2 separate regions of the Mus musculus genome follow, and region 2 is linked to region 1. A link is a contact called in public Hi-C data. All regions are on one chromosome and are shown on one strand. The core of a region is the stretch at or near the end of the contact, and the rest is flanking DNA. Distances in the headings are between cores, read along the strand shown.

Region 1 (5,489 bases), core at 27-2,526:
AACTCTAGTCACTAGAGAATCTTCTTACAGTAGAAGGCAATGAATACAAAGCCATTCTACTGGCCAGTGAGCAGCGAATAAAAGACTATAGTATGCTCAGCCCTGAATAGTATGTTTATATTATACCCTTTCCCCAAAGGCCCAGGGACCACCATGAGAAAGGAGTAAGAAAAATTGTAAGAAGTAACAATAAGGACTCAACAGAGCAGTTGTGTATATGAACTCACAGCAGCTGTGACAGCATAAAATGACCTGCATATGCTCAAGATAAAAATACAATCTCATCATCATGGGAAGGGAAAAATGGGTATAGACTCCCATCCCTGGATAAGGAGTTATTGGCAATTAATAGCTTCCAGGAGAGGAAGAGCTGGATTGGTTTATGGGTATGAGCCATAGTAAGAAGACTGTACATCAGGGGTAGCCTTACACCCAAGAGTAACTGGGCAGTACAACTGAACTTCATGGGTTAAAAAAGAGCAAACCCAAACTTGGATGTCTAGAGAGGTGGGGCAAATTTAAGTGTAGTTGGTGAATACGATACAAATGTTTATGAAATTCTCAAACAATTAACAAAAATATTATTTTAAAATGATAGGAATGATAGGGCTTCATTAAAAAGGAACCCATTCAATCTACTACTGGCAGGGCAGTGTGAGCTGCTTTGAAAATACGTAAGGAAAGGTGTCCGGTACCGTACTAGACTCTACTTTTTAAGCAGGTCAAACTCTAGCTCCACTGCCTTTGAATTATGAAGCATTAAACAAATTATCCAATCTCTTGGAGCCTTGGCTCCCTCCACTATACATTGCTTGCTATGAAAATACACAAGAAAACACTTTTCCCAACACCCTGAATGTAACTAGATGTCAGCTATCAGTGTTTCTTCCACATGTTTAATTTGGTGCAAATGAGTGCGTATTTCACATTATGTGTGCAGGATAATCTTTTTGCTTCTATTGACAGATCGTTTTGTGAACCTTGGAGACAGCAAGAAACTTTTCCAGCTCTTCTGGCAGCAAGGGTGGGGCTATGACTCTTGATTTCTTTCTTTTGGCAAAGAAGAGTTTTCACACAGAGGTAGCATAAATTTGCCTCTCTAAGGGAGGGTGGGGGCTGAGGGTGTTGCTGGGGCGGCTACCACCACCACCACCTAACAGCTTTTCTTGGGAAACTGACCACTCCCTACTGATTTGTTATCATGCTAAACGGTGTCTCCACCCTTCCTAGCTGAAGCTTTTGCAGCTGTTCTGAGGAGACCAGCTGAAAGAGGTCGTTAGGACTCAGAAACAGCTGGGATCTTTAAAGATCTGTCAGCAGCTCCCAGCAAAGTTCCAACACCCTGAGGTAATGATGGGAGGCGGGGTGGGTCTCAGAGGAAGAGCTGATTATGCAATAAGCTAAAGCCCCTTTGATATCTGGTGACAGCTATTAAGAAACTGGCAAGCTGGAGAAGGACATAGGGAAAGCTGGTGAGAGAAGACGTTTCTCTCTAGGGATGGGTTGAAGGCAAACAAATGAGATCGGCTGGGAGATGTCCAGGGTGGGATACAGGAGAAATTTTAAGGCTTTGGGGAATGGCGAACTCATAATTAGCTGGTCAGAACAATCAATAGTCATGCCGATTGTCATTTGCTTACAAATTGCACACCTGGTATCTCTCAGAAAAACCTGGCCACAGACATATTATATTTTCTCCTCTGAAGGTTATGAACAAGAATAGTGTCATCACCCATCACAGCCTCAGCCTTGGGATCCTTGGTCTGAGAATTCCAACACAGAGAACACAGAAACCTTGAAGTTGTAACGGAGGCTGGAGGGGGAGTAGTATTTCCAATAACCACTTGGACAGTTTACAGGAAGACTACACATGAGCTGGGGTTAGACACTAAGCTTTTCATATCCAGAGATTATCACCGTGTATTTTTGGTTCTTTGTATGTTTTACTTGTAAGTTTTAAAAGCTTAACTCTAAACAATATATGGGGAATATTTCCTCATTGATATTCCTTCCTAGGGTCGAAAAGAGTACAGTTTCCTGTTCTAAAACTCATTTAAAAAAAACCCTTTTAAGACAGAATTTCCAAGAACACCATGGTCACTAGAAGCATGGGATATACATGCCTATTTTCTTTGTGATGGGGGATGTGTGAGCATGGGCCCAAACATCTGAAACTGTGAACCAACCCAATCTTGTCTCTTTCAGAATGTTTCTTTGAGGTATTTTATGACAGTCATACAAAGCCGACTAACACAAATACCAATGCCACAAGTTAGTCTAGGCTTTCTGAAGACAGAACCCAGAAGCAAACAGGCCTGTCTCAAACCCTCAAGGTGTCAGACTTACTGGTTAGTCAAGATCAAACAGGTGATAATTACAGTCAGTGTCACAGGGGAAGAAGAGAGATTGTGTGTGTGTGTGTGTGCATGTGGATGCATGTGCCCATGCTTGCATGAGTGTGTAGAGGTCAGGAGTTACAGAGAGTGTCTGTCTTCCTCTCTCCTTCAGCTTGTCATTTGAGACTCGGCTCATCACTGAATCTGGGGTTTACACTGGCTGGCCAGTGGGCTTCAAGTCTGACTCTTTTGCACTGGGGTTCCAGCCAGCACTATCTACCATGCCCAACTTTTCCAAGAGGGCCATGGATCCAATTTCAGGTGCTTACGCTCATACAGCTGGCAATGTACAGACTAAACCATCCCTTGAGCACTGTAAGCAAGAGATTTTGAGTGAGAAGGTCTGGATGTGAGACATGCTGTGCCACTTTCTAGTCATGTGACCTTAAATGCTTATGTAATCTCTGAGTCTCACTTTTGTCATCACACAAAGCGAATGGTGCTATTTATCTCCCAGTGCTATGGTGATGCAGAATAACATTTGATCTCGCGCGCGCCAGACTGGCCAGCAGTAACGACTCTGCACATGTTTATTGGGAGAACTTGATTGCAGAGGCAAAGAGACCCCGAGCCCAGAACTGGTGCTGCTTATATAGGCCTAGGAGAGGCGTGTCTCACACCCGGATTGGTTATGCACTATGCCTCATTTGCATGTTCCTCATCTGATTGGCTACTCTCTCTGTACCTCACAGAGCCTCATTATCATGCCTCATTTGCATGTCTCACATCTGTTGGTTATACTCTCAAAGCCTCATTATCATGCCCAGGCCAGGCAGTGTCTTTGCAAAAAACTTTACTGCATATGTACACATTGGTTGTTTGTCCAAACTTATGCGTGGTGGCCAGCAGTAGTCAGTGCCACTCTGCAACAGCACATGTGGCTTCCCACATCTGGAGAAAAGTGATTGCAAATTGTACAGCTCGGCAGCCATATTCGTTAGATGCTTATCGTGTTAGAAATACCAAGAAAGCACTGGTGAGAACAACAGAGGATGGCTCTGACTGCAGAGAAGGCTCAGCAGGAGACAGTGATTCAGGAAGTCTCACATAAAATCTGGGTTAAGATTTCAAAGAGTTTTGAGTATAGTCTGGGATAAGGAGACAAATGCAAGGGAAAAATAGCGTTCTTCCAGCCTCTTATCCATAATTCGCATTTTGAACCTCTAAATATACAACCTAGGGACACTCTTGTTTCACTAGAGAGTACTTGTTCAACAAATACTGAAAAGTTGGGCAAACCAGGAGCTCAGAGACCTTATGGCTCTTAAATTGTCCAAAGGGCCTATTATTTTCAATGATGGAACTAGTCCAGTGTCTTCTGAAGTTGCAGAAAAACCCTGATCTCAATTAAAAGATAAATTACTTGATTAATTACCAAGTGCTTTCTTGCCAAGTTGATGGGGACAAGTCAATAAGGTCAACTTGATTTTTTTTTCTCTTGTCACTAAAGGCATGCTTTAAAAACTTTTGTGTGCCTTCTCCGGGGACTTGCTCAAGATACCCAGCATCATAAGCTTGAAATAGGAGTTAAAGCAGTTCTGTAACTCTGTGGATGCCCTCTAACTCCGTTTGGTAGATTTGGGCCTTTTCAGGTGAAAAACTAATTCATGGGTAAACACTGAATAAGGCTTTAAGGTAACTGGAAGATAACAAGAGCCAAGCACGTGGGTAAAAGAAAATCAGAATAGCTCTTCGAAAAAAAGCTTTGGGCAGAATGAGCCTCTGAGCAATTATGAGCTGTAGAATGGTGATAGATATATTTTGAGGTTGAAATATATAATATATTATAAAGATATAATATATAATACATTTACAGGAATATCACCCTTCTTTCTGGGGCTTGTGTGGAGATTTCTCAGCTAGTCCAGTCCTATTCCTTCAGAAGTAGAAATGTGACTTAGGTTCTTCCAGTACCATGCGTAAACCTATTGGCTATCATGGCTAACATAGAGCATTTTCCCAGGCTTGACCATTCAAACTACTTGCTGTCCCCTTTCGATATCTTAGAAAATGTTCTTTGTTTGGCTGCAATATTTGCTCATCCATGAAGCTACTATTAAGGTTCACATCTAAGACATGGAGAGTGATCCACACAGCTGTTATGGCTTCTTTCAAATGTCTTGACAAGTCATATCTAAACAACTCATTAGAATTTCCTATTATAAGATGTTGAAATATCTTATTGCATAAGTCAGTTTGTCAAGCTTATGCTGTTTACAGTGAAAGGACAAAGGCAAGCAGCTTTCCTCCTTGGCAGCCTGCAGTAAGGCATTAGGCGTTTCAGAATGAAGTACAAGGATTATCATAGATGCTAGGCTGCTATTATGATTCACTTATCTATCTATCAGTTAACATTTTCTGAACTTCATTCATGAGTCAGCTGCTCCAGATGCAGATTATATGATATGCTTGTTTACTTCTGAGAGCATCATATTGTGGGAAAACTTACAAACACACCATTTGAGACCAGAAACGTTTTTTGAGAGTAAGGAACATGATGTTTAATGCTTAGAAATCACCTCTACCATTTGATAAGAATATATAAACATGATAAATATGCTTAAATTATGTCTCTTGTTACTAGTACATTTGCTGTTGGACAAAAGGGGGTAGGGTAGGAGGGTGAAATTGTTTTTATGAAAAGCCATGGGTCAGAAAAGAGAGTGGTGTTGGAACTAAATGACAGATGGCATGGTCAGCTGTTTTAGAGCTCAGACAAAGGGGAAAATCCCAGAGAATAGCCATCCGGCAGGGGAGGATTCACAGACAATACTGCCCTTGAAGGGAGCTTTCACTGTGAGGGGTGAGCTGGATTCTGATTAGTTATCCACGAAGCAAGTGGGGTCTTAAAATCCATGGAAGGGCAGACCAGTGTGAATGTGAATAACCAATATATACCAGCAGGTCAATTTTATCCTGGTGGCTGAGAAGATTTCAGGGGAGGCTGAAAGGAACTGAAGTTGAAATGAATAGAACCTGCATAGCCACAGATCTCCAGATGTTTCTACATTCCATCAGATTTAATTTTGTCTACAATAGTAAAGACTCGCACTATCTGTACTTTAAACAAGAGAGATATTTTCTCTATCTTGG
Region 2 (5,953 bases), core at 71-2,570, 96 kb before region 1:
CTGTGGACATGGGCCTTTAAAATGTGTCCTCCATTGCTGACTAGCTGTAAGCAAGAAAGACCTTTGGCTGTTGCCTGCAAGTTTGATGGGAACAAAGTTGCTTTGGATTAAATTCTCAGTGGGCAAAACCTGAATGCTGAACTACATTGAACACATCTCACTCACTACTTTAAACCATCAAATGGTAATGAAATTATTCCTAGACTCCATGTTTCCATTGAAAGGGTGAAGTGGGATGAAACATCCTAAGACGGGTTTACCCCATCAGTTCGGTAATAATATCCAGGAACTCTGGATACGAAACCTGTGGGTTTTGATAGTAAAGGTGATTTCTGGCTGGAAGCCATGTCTCCTCTTTGCCCTTTCCAAAAATCAAAGGATATTGTTTCTTTTTACTTAGCTGAGGCTATAGTTGTCACTGTCCTAGAGTGCCAATATGTTCTAGATCAACAGCATGGGTGAGATACTTGGTAGGCAGAGTCTTATTGTTGTTTAAAATCAAGTCAAGCTGGCCTTCCAGGCACACTATTTTTGTATTGATCTGCCTTTCAGATCTCAAAGGTCATTTGATTTCTGCAATAGCATTCTGTTCTATAGGAGCACATTCCTCTCATTTTAGTTGTAATTATTACTAAAATTAGGGCCATGCAAATGACCTGGTTACCACGAAATGAACTGTATATTTATGCTAAGTAAAAATGTATAGGATATGCTGAGAGTTAAAAAAAAAAAGACATGGAAAACTGGAACTATTTTAGGTGGCAAATTGTAACAAAAAATAGTAAATCTTATTTTGTATACAATGTACATTTGGGACCCTTTTTCTAATACATGGCCAATGTTATTGTGGTGTCAACACAGGTCTTTTTTGGAGTGTTTTCCACATTTGTTACAGAGTATTAATGATTTAGTGCAATTGAGTCCTAAAGTGTGTGAGAGAGTGCAAGAAATTTCAAAGCCATAGATCTTGATTTACGTCACTGACCTGTGTAACTTTATGTCTGGGTTTTGCCATTTAAGATAGATTGTTTTATAGAGTGTCACCAAAGACTTTTTCCTTCAGATTTATAGAAGAATAAAAAGAGAAATTATTAATAAATGACATGACTTTTCATCTATGTGGGTCTGATTCCATTTTTTTCCCTGTTGGGTACAGAAGATCCAGAAAGAACTAATGTTTTGAAAATCCTAACATTTCCATGAGGGTTCTGGGGAAGTCAGGCACATGAGGTTCCATTGAATATGCTTGGGTGGAGGCCTAACTCTCACAGCTGGGCTGCAGCCCAGCACCCAACAACAGTCATCTTCCAGGCCAGATGCAGCTGTACTGTTGGAAATTGCCCAAGTGGATGGTGGTGATGTGCCCAGTTCACAGTGTTCCTCCATATGAATGCTGGGACAAAGTGGCAGGGCTGGGTCCCAGAGCATCTGGAGCCTGACAGCTGTGGCCATTACCCCCACTTGGTTTCAACTACTGCCTGGAGCTCATGAATTACTGGCTGGCAAAGAATTTATTAGACTGGCATTTCTCAAAAGGTTTTAAAAATGCACCCAGGTGTGCTACAGCTACCACTCAGGGCTACTATAGTGAGGGTTGGTGGTGGTAATGAGCCTCTTTTTCACACTTGTTCCTCTTTGCCTCCTTTTTACTCTAGTGGTATCTCCTCCCCATCTCCACTACTCTTCTACACTATATTTACATATTCTCGAGGAGAGGCATAAGTCACCACCTTCTCATACTTGGAATGGAGAAAAGGGCAAATTTCATTTGGAATTTTGGTTTGTTTTGTGACATCCATCAAAGTTTTTTGTTATGTATTTCAATTTGTTCTTCTGTAAAAGTGTAGCAAAATGTGTATTATGTATGTATGTATGTATGTATGTATATATGTATGTATGTATGTTTATATACCTACATGCATGCATGCATGTAAATAAATATATGGACAATGACCGTATACCAAGCACTGTGTGAAGTCAGGATGTGGTTAGAGAATGCAAGTGTAAGGCACCTGAGTTCTGGCTTAGAAATGACTGGGCCCATTCTTGACTTCCAACTTTACAAAATCTGGCCCCAGACTATGACTCATGATAGAATCATTCCCCAGTTGGAGGACAAATGAGAAGGCTAGTTGGGTAAGTTACTTTTAAATTAGGTCCCAGCCCACCTCACAGATGTTTCAAGGAGTGCTATTGCTTACAGAAATACCTGGAGCAAATTGCAAATTACAGATGGTGCTGCTTTATGGTCCAAGCAGTTCCACCAAGTCTACTGGCGAGAGGACTGGAAGTTATTTGTGGACACCTGAGTCATCCTATACCGGCCTCCCCCAACTTTGAGCCATCTTTCTGGCTTTCAGAACTCAAAGTACTGCAAGAAAGATTGAAACAATGTGCCTGCTCTTCCAGACACAGCTGTACTCTGGCAGATACAGAAGAGATCTAGTGGTCATTATGCAGTCCAGCAGGTTCAAGACTTAGCAGGGGGCTTGTTTGTTTGTTTCTTTGTTTTGTGGTTTTTCTAGAATTATTGTTTATTTTATGTATGTGAGTACACTGTAGATATCTTCAGACACAGCACAAGGGGCCATCAGATCCAGTTACAGATGGTTGTGAGCCATCATGTGGTTGCTCGGAATTGAACTCTCTGGAAGAGCAGTCAATGCTCTTAACCACTGAGCCATCTCTCCAGCCCTGACTTACCAGCTTTTGAACTCAGACATACTAGCTGTCAAAGTGCAATGGTTAAAAACATCCTTTGGTACCCCACCTTCTAAAATTAGAATCTTGACTCTCTGCAGATCCGTAACTTCATTAAACTCAGCTGAACTTTCTATGCCTATGAAGAAACTATGAAGTTTCTTCATGTTAGCACAACTGTATGCCTCATAGACTTCTCACAAGGAATATATGAATTAGTAAATATAAAGGTGTTTAAACATAGCACCTAATGTAAACAGTGTGTGATTATCACCTTTTCTTAATAATCAGTATTTTACTAAAAGGGCTTCTATTAAAATCTTTCCTTTGACCTGTTAAGGAAAACAATTTTTTTTATCTTAATGTTTAGAATTTCATAACCCAATGAACTGTAGTCTTTCTAATGTCATCTGCACCTCTTATTTTCCATTGGACTCATGTTTTACTGCTTACTAACATGAAATCATCATAGAATTCAGGAATGAGCTATCCATCAGCAGAAATGATGCTAAACTGCATTTGTCTTTTCTGGCTGAACTTCCTGGAGGGCTGTTTCTCATTCTCAGTGGAATATGTTTGAGGTAGCTCAGGACTTAAATGAAGCCTGGGTGTTAATCCTTATTGTTTTCCCTTTCCTGGTGGTTTAAATTGTGTGAAGAAAGAAGATATAATTCTTGCCAACCTGTAAATTATTTGCCAAGCTTGAATTTCTATTCCAAACTGAACATAAATAACCTGATTTCTTTGGCCAGATCTACTTGTAAAACTGGCCAAAATGTGTCTTTCATCAGACAGGAACGGACTGTCCTATTAGAATAAAAAAAATGGTTAAACTGGACATAATGAAACCTTGAGACTACTTTAAGTATTCCCTGAAGATCCATATATATGTAGCATTTTACAACACACTTTTTACAAATGAAGCACACATTTGAATGCCTGCATTCTATTATACAGTTTTATACATTATTTTATATTTTATACTATATTATTATATTATATTGTTATTATACAATATTCTATTTATACAGTTTATTATACAGTATATTATACTCTATTATACAGTTATTGCATATGTGTCATATTTTAACCCAACTTTAACCATTAGGAATTCAGTAACTTTGCAGTTTCTGACCACTTGTGGTATATATGTAAGGTGTTCAATCAGTAAGATCAACGCTGCAGTAAATATTCCTAGAGATAAATCATTGTTCACACCTATGACAATTCTTTTAGGGTAATTCATAGATATGATGTTGGCTTTTCAAATGGTATAAAGGTTTTAAGGGCTTCTTTTCAGCATAGTCACAGTGTATTTCAACAAAGCATACTGGAAGAAAAAATAAACTTACCTAATAGAAAGATATAGGATTGAGGGAGAAATTACACACACACACACACACAACATACATGTTAGAATATTTATTTTTGGTTGGGTATTAAGTTGTTCACTGTCAAGTTGAAAGGCCAAAACTGATGCAGAAACGTAACTGCTATGTGTCTATGGTTTGAGCTTTGTGAAAAAAATCTGTGTAAAAAAAACCATAATTATGTTTGACTGTACAAAATGTGGAGTTTCAACCACATACTTGAGTCAAAGAAGATGAATAAATCTAGCTGGTGATCGCTTGCAAGTTTTATCCTTATTGGTTGGTTTGCATAGTGCTGAAGGTGCTGAACACACTACCAAAGGAAAACAGAAATCATCAGCTTCACCCAGTTGTGAACCCATTTAGATAAACAGCCTATCTGGCAAGATATACTCACTTGTAAAATAGTGGTATGAATGTAATGAGAGAAACCAACTGCGTTTTTTTTTTTAAAAATTGTATTGAAGGTCCACTTGATGAGACAGGACCAAAACGTGATGCTCTCAATGGAGCCAAGAAGCTCTGGACTCTGCAGGGAAAGGTATTGCCATTATTCTGCTAAGAGAACATAGTAATATAATGAATAATGACTTATCATGTTCATAGATCTGTTTGTGGCTCAACCTTTATCAGAGAAGCTTCTTTTTCAGTAGATTGCAATTAACACAGAAAACCCCAACTACTTAATGTGTAGAGAGTAAGAGATTTCAGAATGCTCAGCCAGAAATATGATATGTATATCACACCCCTCCTCAAAGGCTCAGATATTTATGCTGAAGAGAAAGGACAAATGTAAAAGCCAGAGGTGATGGATGACTTCATAGAAACAGTATTTTTCACACATAACAGGAAAGATACACCCATGTATTGACTAGGATTTGGACAGCAAGCACAAAGCAAGCCCAAGATAAAAGTAGACAAAATCCCAGCATGCCACCAGCTGAGAAGCAATTGGCATTTGATTGCTGATAGGTGAGAGCAAGTCCATTTTTGTTAATGGTGTGATACCTGTCATATTGGCCATAACCTAGGGTAGGCCCCTGCCCAGGAAGAGTTGACCAACACAAACTTGACTCCATGCTGGCAATCAGAGAGAGAGAGAGAGAGAGAGAGAGAGAGAGAGAGGAGAGGTGGGAAAGATCTGGAAGAAATTAGGGGAATTAAATTAATATTAAAAAACAAACAAACGTGTTATATAACAGAGGATGTCCTAGTCGGCCATCAATGGGAGGAGAGGCCCTTGGTCTTGTGAAGATTATATGCCCCAGTATAGGGGGATGCCAGGGCCAAGAAGCAGAAGTGGGTGGGTTGGGGAGCAGGGCTGGGGGAGGGTATAGGGGACTTTGGGGATACCATTTGAGATGTAAATGAAGAAAATATCTAATTAAAAAAGGGACCCCCCAAAAAATGTTATATAAAATTCCTCAAGAAGTAATGAAAACATAAAAATATTGACGTGAATACTGGGAACTTTTTGCATTAGAAAAAGGAAAAATGGACAGAAACTGAAGAAATTCAAAGAATCCTACCACAAAAGCCTATATTCAACACAACTGGAAAATCTGGATGAAATGGACAATTTTCTAGAAAGATACCAGGTACCAAGGTCAAATCAGGATCAGATAAACCATCTAAACAGTCCCATAACCCCATACAGCAAAGAACACTGTCAGTAGGACAAAATGGCAACCTACAGATTGGGAAAAGATCTTTATCAATCCTATATCCAATAGAGGGCTAATATCCAATGCATGCAAAGAACTCAAAAAGTTAGACTCCGAAGAATCAAATAACCCTATTTAAAAATGGGGTACAGAGCTAAACAAGGTATTCTCAAATGAGGAATACCTAATGGCCAAGAAGCACCTAAAGAAATGTTCAAC

Evidence for each region. Hi-C and Micro-C count contacts between places; a contact is called where the count stands out from the background.
Region 2: a contact with region 1 is called in a Hi-C map of the C2C12 cell line, with 2.7 times the contacts expected there. The contact joins two enhancer-like sites. A contact is called at or near these places in 1 of 15 datasets of contacts at CTCF or cohesin (the NIH/3T3 cell line), 5 of 484 Hi-C or Micro-C datasets (the 3T3-L1 cell line, 3T3-L1-derived adipocytes, the C2C12 cell line and 2 more) and 1 of 115 datasets of contacts at active chromatin or transcription factors (embryonic fibroblasts).

What each region holds. Positions count from the first base shown.
Region 1 is chr15:52,963,763-52,969,251 of GRCm38.p6, reverse strand. No RefSeq gene overlaps it. Among named protein-coding and RNA genes, the nearest start is that of Gm41323, 33 kb to the right of the region's middle. Within about 2 kb of position 1,276, at least 34 of the 459 cell types and tissues checked have an H3K27ac peak or open chromatin away from gene starts, as enhancers often do. A contact at or near this core is called in the C2C12 cell line, where this site is marked.
Region 2 is chr15:53,059,203-53,065,155 of GRCm38.p6, reverse strand. No RefSeq gene overlaps it. Among named protein-coding and RNA genes, the nearest start is that of Gm41323, 130 kb to the right of the region's middle. Within about 2 kb of position 1,320, at least 30 of the 459 cell types and tissues checked have an H3K27ac peak or open chromatin away from gene starts, as enhancers often do. A contact at or near this core is called in the C2C12 cell line, where this site is marked.